Regions from separate parts of the Mus musculus genome. Here all the other regions are linked to region 3. A link is a contact called in public HiChIP or PLAC-seq data. All regions are on one chromosome and are shown on one strand. The core of a region is the stretch at or near the end of the contact, and the rest is flanking DNA. Distances in the headings are between cores, read along the strand shown. Region 1 holds the start of 1700012D14Rik (RIKEN cDNA 1700012D14 gene). Region 2 has its middle 34 kb from the start of 1700012D14Rik. Region 3 has its middle 33 kb from the start of Gm33204.

Region 1 (2,924 bases), core at 328-2,827, 850 kb after region 3:
ACTGATATATTGTTGTAATCTTACAAGTCTTTAATATAAATTAACTTTGTATGAGAGCATGCATGCACACAAGCAAATACACAATTTGTGGTTCCCACAACTAAAAAGGAACCCAACATAGACTATCAGTTGGTCATGTTTGCAAAATGTACTTCTCTATGCTCTAAGTCCTTACCTATAACTAGGATCTGATCTTAGACTGGTGATGAGTATATGAATTAAAACATTGAAAGAACATGAAACAGCCAGGTGGTGATGGTGCATACCTTTAATTCCAGCACAGGAGGCAGGGGCAGGCAGATCTCTATGAGTTCAAGGCCAGCCTAGTCTAGAGAGCAAGTTCTAGGGCAGCCAAGGCTACACAAAGAAACCCTGTCTCAAATATCAAAACAAAACAAAAAGTACATAAAACAGCCCCTGGCTCCTACAGTGCACTCTATAAACAGTATTATTATCTTTATTTGCTGAGTCCTACATTGCCTGTATTTTTCTCTCAACCAACATATATTATAATCATAACTGTATATAAATATATAATAAATTATAATTTGACACAGCAATTAACAGAAAAAAATCTGTATGTTTCAAGAACAGTAGACTCGTCAGCATATAGAGCCTAAGTTAAATCCTAGTCTTTAATTAAACACGAATATGTTTAATTATTCTTCCCATTGTCTTATTTTTGAGTTTTTTTTCCAATTTACAAAGACACAAACCAGGTATGTGAAGTTCACATTGGGGACATATATAAAAATATATAATAAACAAAATCTTATTCCAAAATTATACTGAAGCTTGATGACTGCCATCAGTCCTGATAACTACTATTAAGGGTTAGGCTTCGCGGGGCATGGTGGCACATGCTTTTTAATCCCTACACACAGGACCTCAAGCCTGGCCATGCCCTTTTGGAAAAGAGGGAGAACGGGGATAGATGGCTTAAACACCCAAATGTTGCCAGCCCACCCAACAGAGATGAGTTGGTAACGCTGAGGTAAACCTCAGAAAAAGAAGAGTTCTAAGGATTTTCCCTTTCGTCCTGCTGGGCCACCTGGGAGGCCAAACATCAGGCGTGCCCTTGGCCTGGCCTAACCCCCCGGCTGGTAAAGGTTTATGCACGCCGAGTAAGGTGAGTTTTTTCTTCCCGCTTCCAAGCACTGAGTGACCGGGCCACCATCAGCCTAGGCTGGCGAGCTCAGGATCCATAGCTGTCTCAGCAGTCCTTGCAGAGCGACAGAGCTGAGGGAAATGCCGACTGGGCCGCCATCTGTCTGTCAGCATCAGCCACGTGGAACTGGAGGAGCCCCGGAATCTGCTCTCTAAACCCGCGCCAGGCCCACGGCGTGCCGGGGAATTCAGAAAACAATGGCTTCGCCCGCCAGCCCGGAGCCCAGAGCCGGCTAGGCGGCTCCCAGGTCACACCGCGCCTCAACCAAACTTGGGCTCTTAGTCCCGCCTCGCTGCTCAGCGCGGATTGGCGGTAGGGATGAGCTCTGTCGCTGATTGGACAGCGGCGAAGTCGCTCCTGCAGACCATCGCGTCTGGCCGCAGTGGAGCTCTAAGAGTCCCTGAATTCAGACTTCAGGCCGCGCCGTCCGAGAGTCGGGGCCCTTTGAGGTGGCTTAGGCGGTATCCCTGAGTTGACAGCATCACCCCGTCCCGCGTCCTCCTCTCCTCTGTTTTGTTTTTCATCTCTCCCTCCTCCCTCCAGTCCCCGACGACTGGCCCTAGACCCTCGCTGAAGGTGAGCTGAGCCACCGGCGAGTGGGCCGCTCCGAAATGGCCGCTGCCTTGAGCTGTCTAAAATGGCGGTCTCGTGCTCGGCTGGGGACCGCGACGCGGCTCTGCAGCCCAGCCGCAGCCGAGACGGTAGGGCGATGGAGATGGAGTGGAAAGGTGTTGGGTGTGTTGACACGACTTCATGTCGATGGCACAGTCGACATTCCTGGGGCGAGAGGAATCCTGTGTCACCCACTGGTAGGCTAGGGCAAGAAGCATGCCTCCGGGGGCGTGGTGCTCTGCGAGCAGTGCACGCCTGGCCCGGAGGGATGGCTGTCACTGGCCGCAGGGCGAAGTGACCGCGTTGAAATACTTCTAGGTCCTAGTGGAGCTGCCCGGCCCCTTCTGCTTCTTAACCTTTGCGATTGGCCTGCGCTCCCGTTCACACCTAGGGCCGCCTGGCAGCAAAAGGCCCCTAAGGGGAGACCCTAGTGTTCCCTGAAAGGAACTGGAAACTTAGGAGGGCAGATGCTTTGTCCCCAAGAGCTGCTGGGATGTACCTCAGAAGAGAAAGGAATACGGGGCCCTTTTAAGAAAACAAAGCTACTTTTTTTTGTGCCCACTTGACAACGAGGTGGGGAAACTTCATTTTATGGTGAACCAGTGGCTCCGAGAAGCTCTCTGTTTTGCTAAATTTAAATCGAGGCTGGAAGGAGAGTCCACTGCTAAGGAATAGGTTTTCTAACTACTGCCTAGTTTAAGATTGCTGCCTTCGCCTGTTACAACACGCTGGCAATCTGTTTGTACACACACACCAACCTCTAGTACCAAATGCTCGTTATGCTTGATGAAGTAGAAAACTCCCAAGTACTGTCGAGGCACGTGGGCTGCACAGTCAGTTTGGGAACTCTGTTCATTCTTCACTGACTAAATGTGTTAACCTAGCAGGTGCCAACTTCCCTGTATCTTTCTCTAAAATGCAGTCGTTGATAATCTCAGGTTCTTGACAATTAGATGAATTAACCTTTATGAGGAATTGGGCACAGATACTAACAGGCCACAGAAAATAAGAGAGTTACTCAGTAAGCATTAATTGTTAGATCGGGGACAGACTGGTTATAGTAACAGCATATGTCATGTAACACTTGCATATCTGATTCCACTTTAGATTGAGTTTTTAGTTTTAGAGATATTGAAATGGGGCT
Region 2 (2,700 bases), core at 95-2,594, 820 kb after region 3:
TGGGGAATGAAGGTCAAGGGTCATACTCCGGGGCTACAAAGAAGGCCTTGCCCAAGGGAGGCCGAGAGCTGAGAAAGAAGCTTTCAGAGGTGAACTGCCTTGCCCCAAATGCCACAGTTACTAAGGAGCAGGGTGGGGACTTGAGATCTCACTCTCTCAACTCCTGGCGCTCACTTCCTAGCCAAGGATGACTTAAAACAGAATGAACCTGAAAAAGCCAAAAATAATTCTGTATTGCATTAAAGAAAGAACAAGTCCCTGTTGTATATGGGCATACAAATACGTATAATTTGAGGGTGTATTTTAAACCTGACAGCATCCTCCACCCCACCCCCACCCCTGAAGAGAAAAGAGGGTAAGAGCAAAATGTGGGGTGAGAAGCCATCTGACTCACCGGTGAGGTGGGGGGAAGAAGCTGTAAGCAAACACGATGAGTTTATTTCCAGCCCACATCTCCCTCCGCCAGCCCTGGCAGCCAGCCCACCCGTGTGTTGCCGGGGCCTCCATTGGAGACGTGGCCAGAGTCCTATTTTAGGAGGACAGAAGTAACCTAAATCATGTGGCTGCTAAGCTGGAATTTAAAGAACACACACCAAGAGAGGTAGGGGGAGGGAGGGAGAGAGGAAGAGAGAAATGGAGACAGAAACAGAAAGAGACAGACACAGAGAAAGAGACAGAAAGACAGAGAGGGAGGATAGAGGAGGAGAAGAGAGAGGGAGGGAGGGAGGGAGGGAGGGAGGGAGGGAGGGAGGGAGGGAGAAAAGATATATGATACTGGACACCACAATGTGCTAGCAGTTGGCCATCTGACGTGTTCCAATCTTGTCTAACCCAGGGAAGCCTTAATATAGTCCCTTTGTCCTGTCCGTTACGGGAACAGCCAGCAAAACTGCCTGCAAGAGAAAGCACATGGTCTCAGAGGTGAGCCAGGGACAGCCTCTGAGGTGCCAAGGATTTTTCTGAGCAAACATTGATGGACAGGTCTGTGTGTGCTGGAGAAACCCGTTCCCCTGGCTCCTTGCGGAATTCAGCCCCAGGGGAAGTGAGCTAATGACTGGGGTGGTTCACCTTCAGCCCAGATGCATCATAAAACCAACTTGTAAAGCCTGGTTCTGAATACTTTTGCTCACCCAGATGGAGTTCTGTGGGGCTCTGTGGCTTTCATATTGGAGGGTCCAGGGGCAGTTCTTCCTTTCTCTGGCCTAAAACCAGGGCCGGTGTCCTGAGCCTGTCAGCTAACCCAGGCTGTGGTCAAATCTGCTGACAGCAGCCACGGTCTGCCTGCAGTGTGTGCCCCACATCTGGGACTTGTGATTCACCAGCCAGTCTCTTCCCCCAAACCTAGTTTTTCATTCAGGCCTGAGCACGCAGGACTCACAGAGCCTGGGCTCCAGTGCCTAGACTTGTCTCTCTACCTAAGCACCCAATAGGGTTTATCCTTATCTCTAAACAGCCTTCCCCTCCCCTTGGGCTCAGCCTGATTCACCAGGGGAATTTCTGTCTTGATTTCTCATTCTGAGCCCAAGCTAGGGTGAGAGATTTCTGAATGGTCTTCTGTATACTGTTGGTGTCTGTGAGGACCCTTAAATTCAGGGGAACCTTTACCCCCACTCCCTACCCCGAACCCTTATTTCCACTGCTCTCCTCCCTCAGCTTGCCCAGGAGGACCCCAAGCAGCACCTGTTCTAGCCAATTCCTGGATTCCCTGTTTCTGCTCTCACCTCCTGGGCTCTTAATCCCTTGTCACAGCTGCTTCTGGCCCTTTGGTGACTCTTAAACTTCTCTTTTTAAACGACTGTCTTATCACGTGTTTCTGGCTCGATCTGTTTTGGACACAACAGTTTCCCTGTGGGCTGCGGTGAGGATTCTGTAAGTCAGCCAGCCTCTGGGTAGCTTGTAGATAGCTTCCAGTGTCCCTGAGTGTCTCACCGGGCCTTTTGGTTCTCACAATAGGGTTTTCCCTGGCCCTGCCTCCAAGGTAGCTTTAATCTCTAGAGCCCCTCCCTCACCTGAGGCAGCTACATTTTAGGCTCATCTCTTGACTTGCTGAGACCATTTTTCAAAAAACAAAAACAAAACAAAACAAAATTTGGCAATGCTTTTTATCAACAGGAAAGGAAGGGTCATCCCATATTTATTTCAATTTTTTTGGTTGCTAATATTTATTAGATTATTCACCCATCAACAGGAGTTGGACATTATCAAAATTCGTCTCAATTTCTGCTCATCTCAAAGATTCCTAGCCAAGCATCTATAACTGGTCAAAAAATAAGCCAAGTTATAATAGATTGGAGAATCCTCTCCATAAGCCAGTGTATAATATTAATATACATGGAGTACCCAGGGGACCAGAAGGTGCCTAAAGGTGCCTCTGACATGAACACACACCTGTCATAGTATGTCATAACATAGGCAGGACTCTGCATGCCTCCTTTGACTTAATGCTAAATCATAAACAGTTGCCATGTCACTACATAGAATAGTCTTTGGGGTGTGTGTGTGTGTGTGTGTGTGTGTGTGTGTGTGTGTGCAGATATGTGTGTGTGTGTTCATATTTTATATGCTTGTCTTTGTGTGTGCGAGTATGTGTGTGTCCAGGTGTATGTGGACGTTCATGGACAACCTCAGGTAGGTAACATCCTTGGGAGCTTCTTATCTTGGTTTAGTGTCATTCTTTAGAGACAGAGTCTCTTCTCTTAG
Region 3 (2,722 bases), core at 140-2,639:
TACTTTCCCTGTTGCCTTAGAAAGACTGGCATTTAGAAGCTATGTGATCTTGGGATATTACTTCTGAAACTTTGTTTCCTAATAATCGTAATTTATCACTGGGCAGGGTAAAGGTTTAATATTTTGTATATAAAGCCTGCTGACCACATCTTCAGCCTCCTCTCCTATGCCTTAGACTCCTACGTACAATTGTCATGTGAGCGACATATATCTATATCTAATCTATATATATATAAACTCTGTCTACTTTATCAGCAATTTTGATGCGTACAACAATATTGTTGGGTAGTACAGGCGATGGGAATAATGGATTTCTGCTCATTTTTAGACTAGCTTGCTTTAATGGGAAGTAACCAGATCTGATTAAAAAATTCCAACTTCCAGTTTTTGACCGTTTGATCTTCTGTTTTAGATTATTCTCTGTGCTATCCAGAAGCCTTGAGAATGGAACTATTCCTATCCCAGGACTTTCAAGTATACAGAGATAAGATAGCAACTTGTTTCCAGACCCCACCCTGGCTCTGCTCTGGATGAAGGACTAGTGGGGATTGCCTATCGTTCTCATGAGTTTAGACTTTGGAGGTTCCCTCTGTCTTTGCACAATCTTGAACTTTCCCTGAACCCAGGTTCCAGGGACAAGCTGGAGCCTTTTGATGGAGGCCTCTGGGTACAGAAGTAGCTTGAGAAACAGAGACGAATGGAGTCTGACAAGCGAGTAATTTGGCACCAGTTATCGTTTTTCATCATGGTAGAGAGGTTCAGTCTCCACCTAGCATCTTGTAGCCTGGCCTGTGACGATGGGTAATGGCATGTTCTTACCTTTCAGGGTGTGGTGGGAAATACTAGAAAACGAGTTTGGTACCAGTGGGGTGGCTTATCCTAGAGTGCGCCCCACAGGACTGTATCAGGACAGCCTCTGGCTAGACCATCCAGGGACCTGGGTGAGCCAGGTCGCCTGCTGTGGGTGGTTATTTGAATGTACTTTAAAGGCTTAGTTGCTCTGACCTCTGTTAAGTAGTTTGGCAGTCATATATCAAAAGAGTCCTTAACAATTAAGCTAAGAATCAGGCAGGAGGCACATGCCTTTAATCGTAGCATTTGGGAGAGCGAGTTCCACCACAGCAGGAGAAACCCTGTCTCAAAAAAACCCCAAACCAAACCAAACCAAGAAAAACAAACCAAACCAAACCAAACCAAACCAAACCAAACCAAACCAAACCAAACCAAACCAAACCAAAACAGAAAAATCAAGCTAAGAAGTAGCTGCCCCATACTAGGGTCTGTGTTAAGTTTGTCAAATACCAAGGTGAATCATGGTCCAGCAGAAACTCACATCTAGTGTGGATTATAAGATGTACAGACAAACAGCTGAATCACTGCAGAAAGCCACATTGACTCACACACATGACATCATGTGCAGGAAGTTCGGAGGAGGGAGACACACTCATGACTGACTCAGCACCTGAGGCAAAGTTTTGGAGAGAACATCTGAACGAAGCTTGATAGGATTAGAGGTGCAGGAGGGATAGCTTGGGGGCTGTTAGGAGGAATGCCAAAGTGTATGCAGAACTTCTGGAAGTTTTGTTTCATAGACATCAGGAAGGTGGACTAGGGTAGATCTTTACCTGTGTAAGGAGTTTAAACTGGATTCTTTGTGTCTGTGGTGAATGTGTTATGCATTTGTGTGTGTTTGTGTGTGTGCATGCTTGTGCATGTGTGTGCATGTGTGGGTTTGTGTGTGCATGTACATGTTTGTGTGGGTGCTTTCATGTGTGTGTGTGTGTGTGTGTGAGAGAGAGAGAGAGAGAAAGAGAGAGAGAGAGAGAGAGAGAGAGAGAGAGAGAGAGAGAGAGAGAGAGAGAGAGAGAAACTATGGAGTTTGAGAAAGCAAGAATCTCTCATTTAGATTTAAATCTCTTATTTAGTCTGGAGCTCACTAAATAAGCTAAGCTAGTTGTCCAACAAGCCCCAGGGACCTGCCTGTCTCTTCCCCGAAGCATTAGGAGTACAAGCACAGCCCACAAGCCTTGCTTTTCCACATAGGTTCTGGAGACCAAACTCAAGTCTTCAAGAGAGCTGTTTCCAAGTCCTGGACTTGAGATCAGCAACCTGAGTGGATGGGTGTCCTAGAGAGGGTTAGTTATAGGATGGGTGAGGGAAGGGCAGGATGCTCAGCATCCATTAGTACTGTTGAATCAGGATGATCAGTGAGAAGGAACCCTAGAGAAATGTCTTGGAGTAAAATTAATAAGCTGATTATTAAAAGGATCAAAAGGCAGAACTTAATGAAGTGCATGAAGTTCCCAAGCCTGGGTGCTAGGTAGACTGAGGACACACTTGGGAAGAACAGGGGCAAATCATATTTGGAAGGAGAAGCTCCATTCTGGACAGACGTTTGAAGAACATAATGTTTGGGTAGAAGTTCAGAGTTGGCCTGCGGGAGGAAATGGCTGTGAGGGAGAGTCCACAGGCTCCTTAGACTGGGTTGAGAAAAAGTAGTGCACTTTGGTAAGACTTCAGAGGGGGAAGGCAAGTAAGTGAGTTGGTTGCAGAGAATTAGTAAGAGGCAACAGTGACTTAGTGATTGGGACCCGATAGACCAGTTTAATTTCTGGTTCTGCCATTTCCTTTTTATGTGTGGCCTTGAACAAGTTACTTAACTTTGAAAAAACCTGTTTTCTCATCTGTAAGATGGGGGAAAACACTTTGTTCCAAGGGAGTT

Evidence for each region. HiChIP or PLAC-seq counts read pairs in DNA pulled down with a chosen protein or histone mark.
Region 1: an H3K4me3 HiChIP or PLAC-seq map of bone marrow-derived macrophages shows a contact between it and region 3, with 6 times the contacts expected there. The contact joins the promoter of 1700012D14Rik here to the enhancer-like site in region 3. A contact is called at or near these places in 1 of 39 promoter capture datasets (hippocampal neurons), 6 of 115 datasets of contacts at active chromatin or transcription factors (astrocytes, bone marrow-derived macrophages, embryonic basal ganglia and 3 more) and 1 of 9 other capture datasets (adipose tissue).
Region 2: a CTCF HiChIP or PLAC-seq map of the NIH/3T3 cell line shows a contact between it and region 3, with 6 read pairs. The contact joins two enhancer-like sites. A contact is called at or near these places in 1 of 15 datasets of contacts at CTCF or cohesin (the NIH/3T3 cell line) and 1 of 115 datasets of contacts at active chromatin or transcription factors (embryonic fibroblasts).

The regions. Positions count from the first base shown.
Region 1 is chr7:111,121,328-111,124,251 of GRCm38.p6, reverse strand. It overlaps 1700012D14Rik (RIKEN cDNA 1700012D14 gene), which reads left to right and starts at 1,577. Exons shown (of 3, transcript NR_015573.2): 1 at 1,577-1,869.
Region 2 is chr7:111,155,290-111,157,989 of GRCm38.p6, reverse strand. No RefSeq gene overlaps it. Among named protein-coding and RNA genes, the nearest start is that of 1700012D14Rik, 34 kb to the right of the region's middle. Within about 2 kb of position 1,344, at least 202 of the 459 cell types and tissues checked have an H3K27ac peak or open chromatin away from gene starts, as enhancers often do. A contact at or near this core is called in the NIH/3T3 cell line and embryonic fibroblasts, where this site is marked.
Region 3 is chr7:111,975,273-111,977,994 of GRCm38.p6, reverse strand. No RefSeq gene overlaps it. Among named protein-coding and RNA genes, the nearest start is that of Gm33204, 33 kb to the left of the region's middle. Within about 2 kb of position 1,389, at least 51 of the 459 cell types and tissues checked have an H3K27ac peak or open chromatin away from gene starts, as enhancers often do. A contact at or near this core is called in the NIH/3T3 cell line, bone marrow-derived macrophages and embryonic fibroblasts, where this site is marked.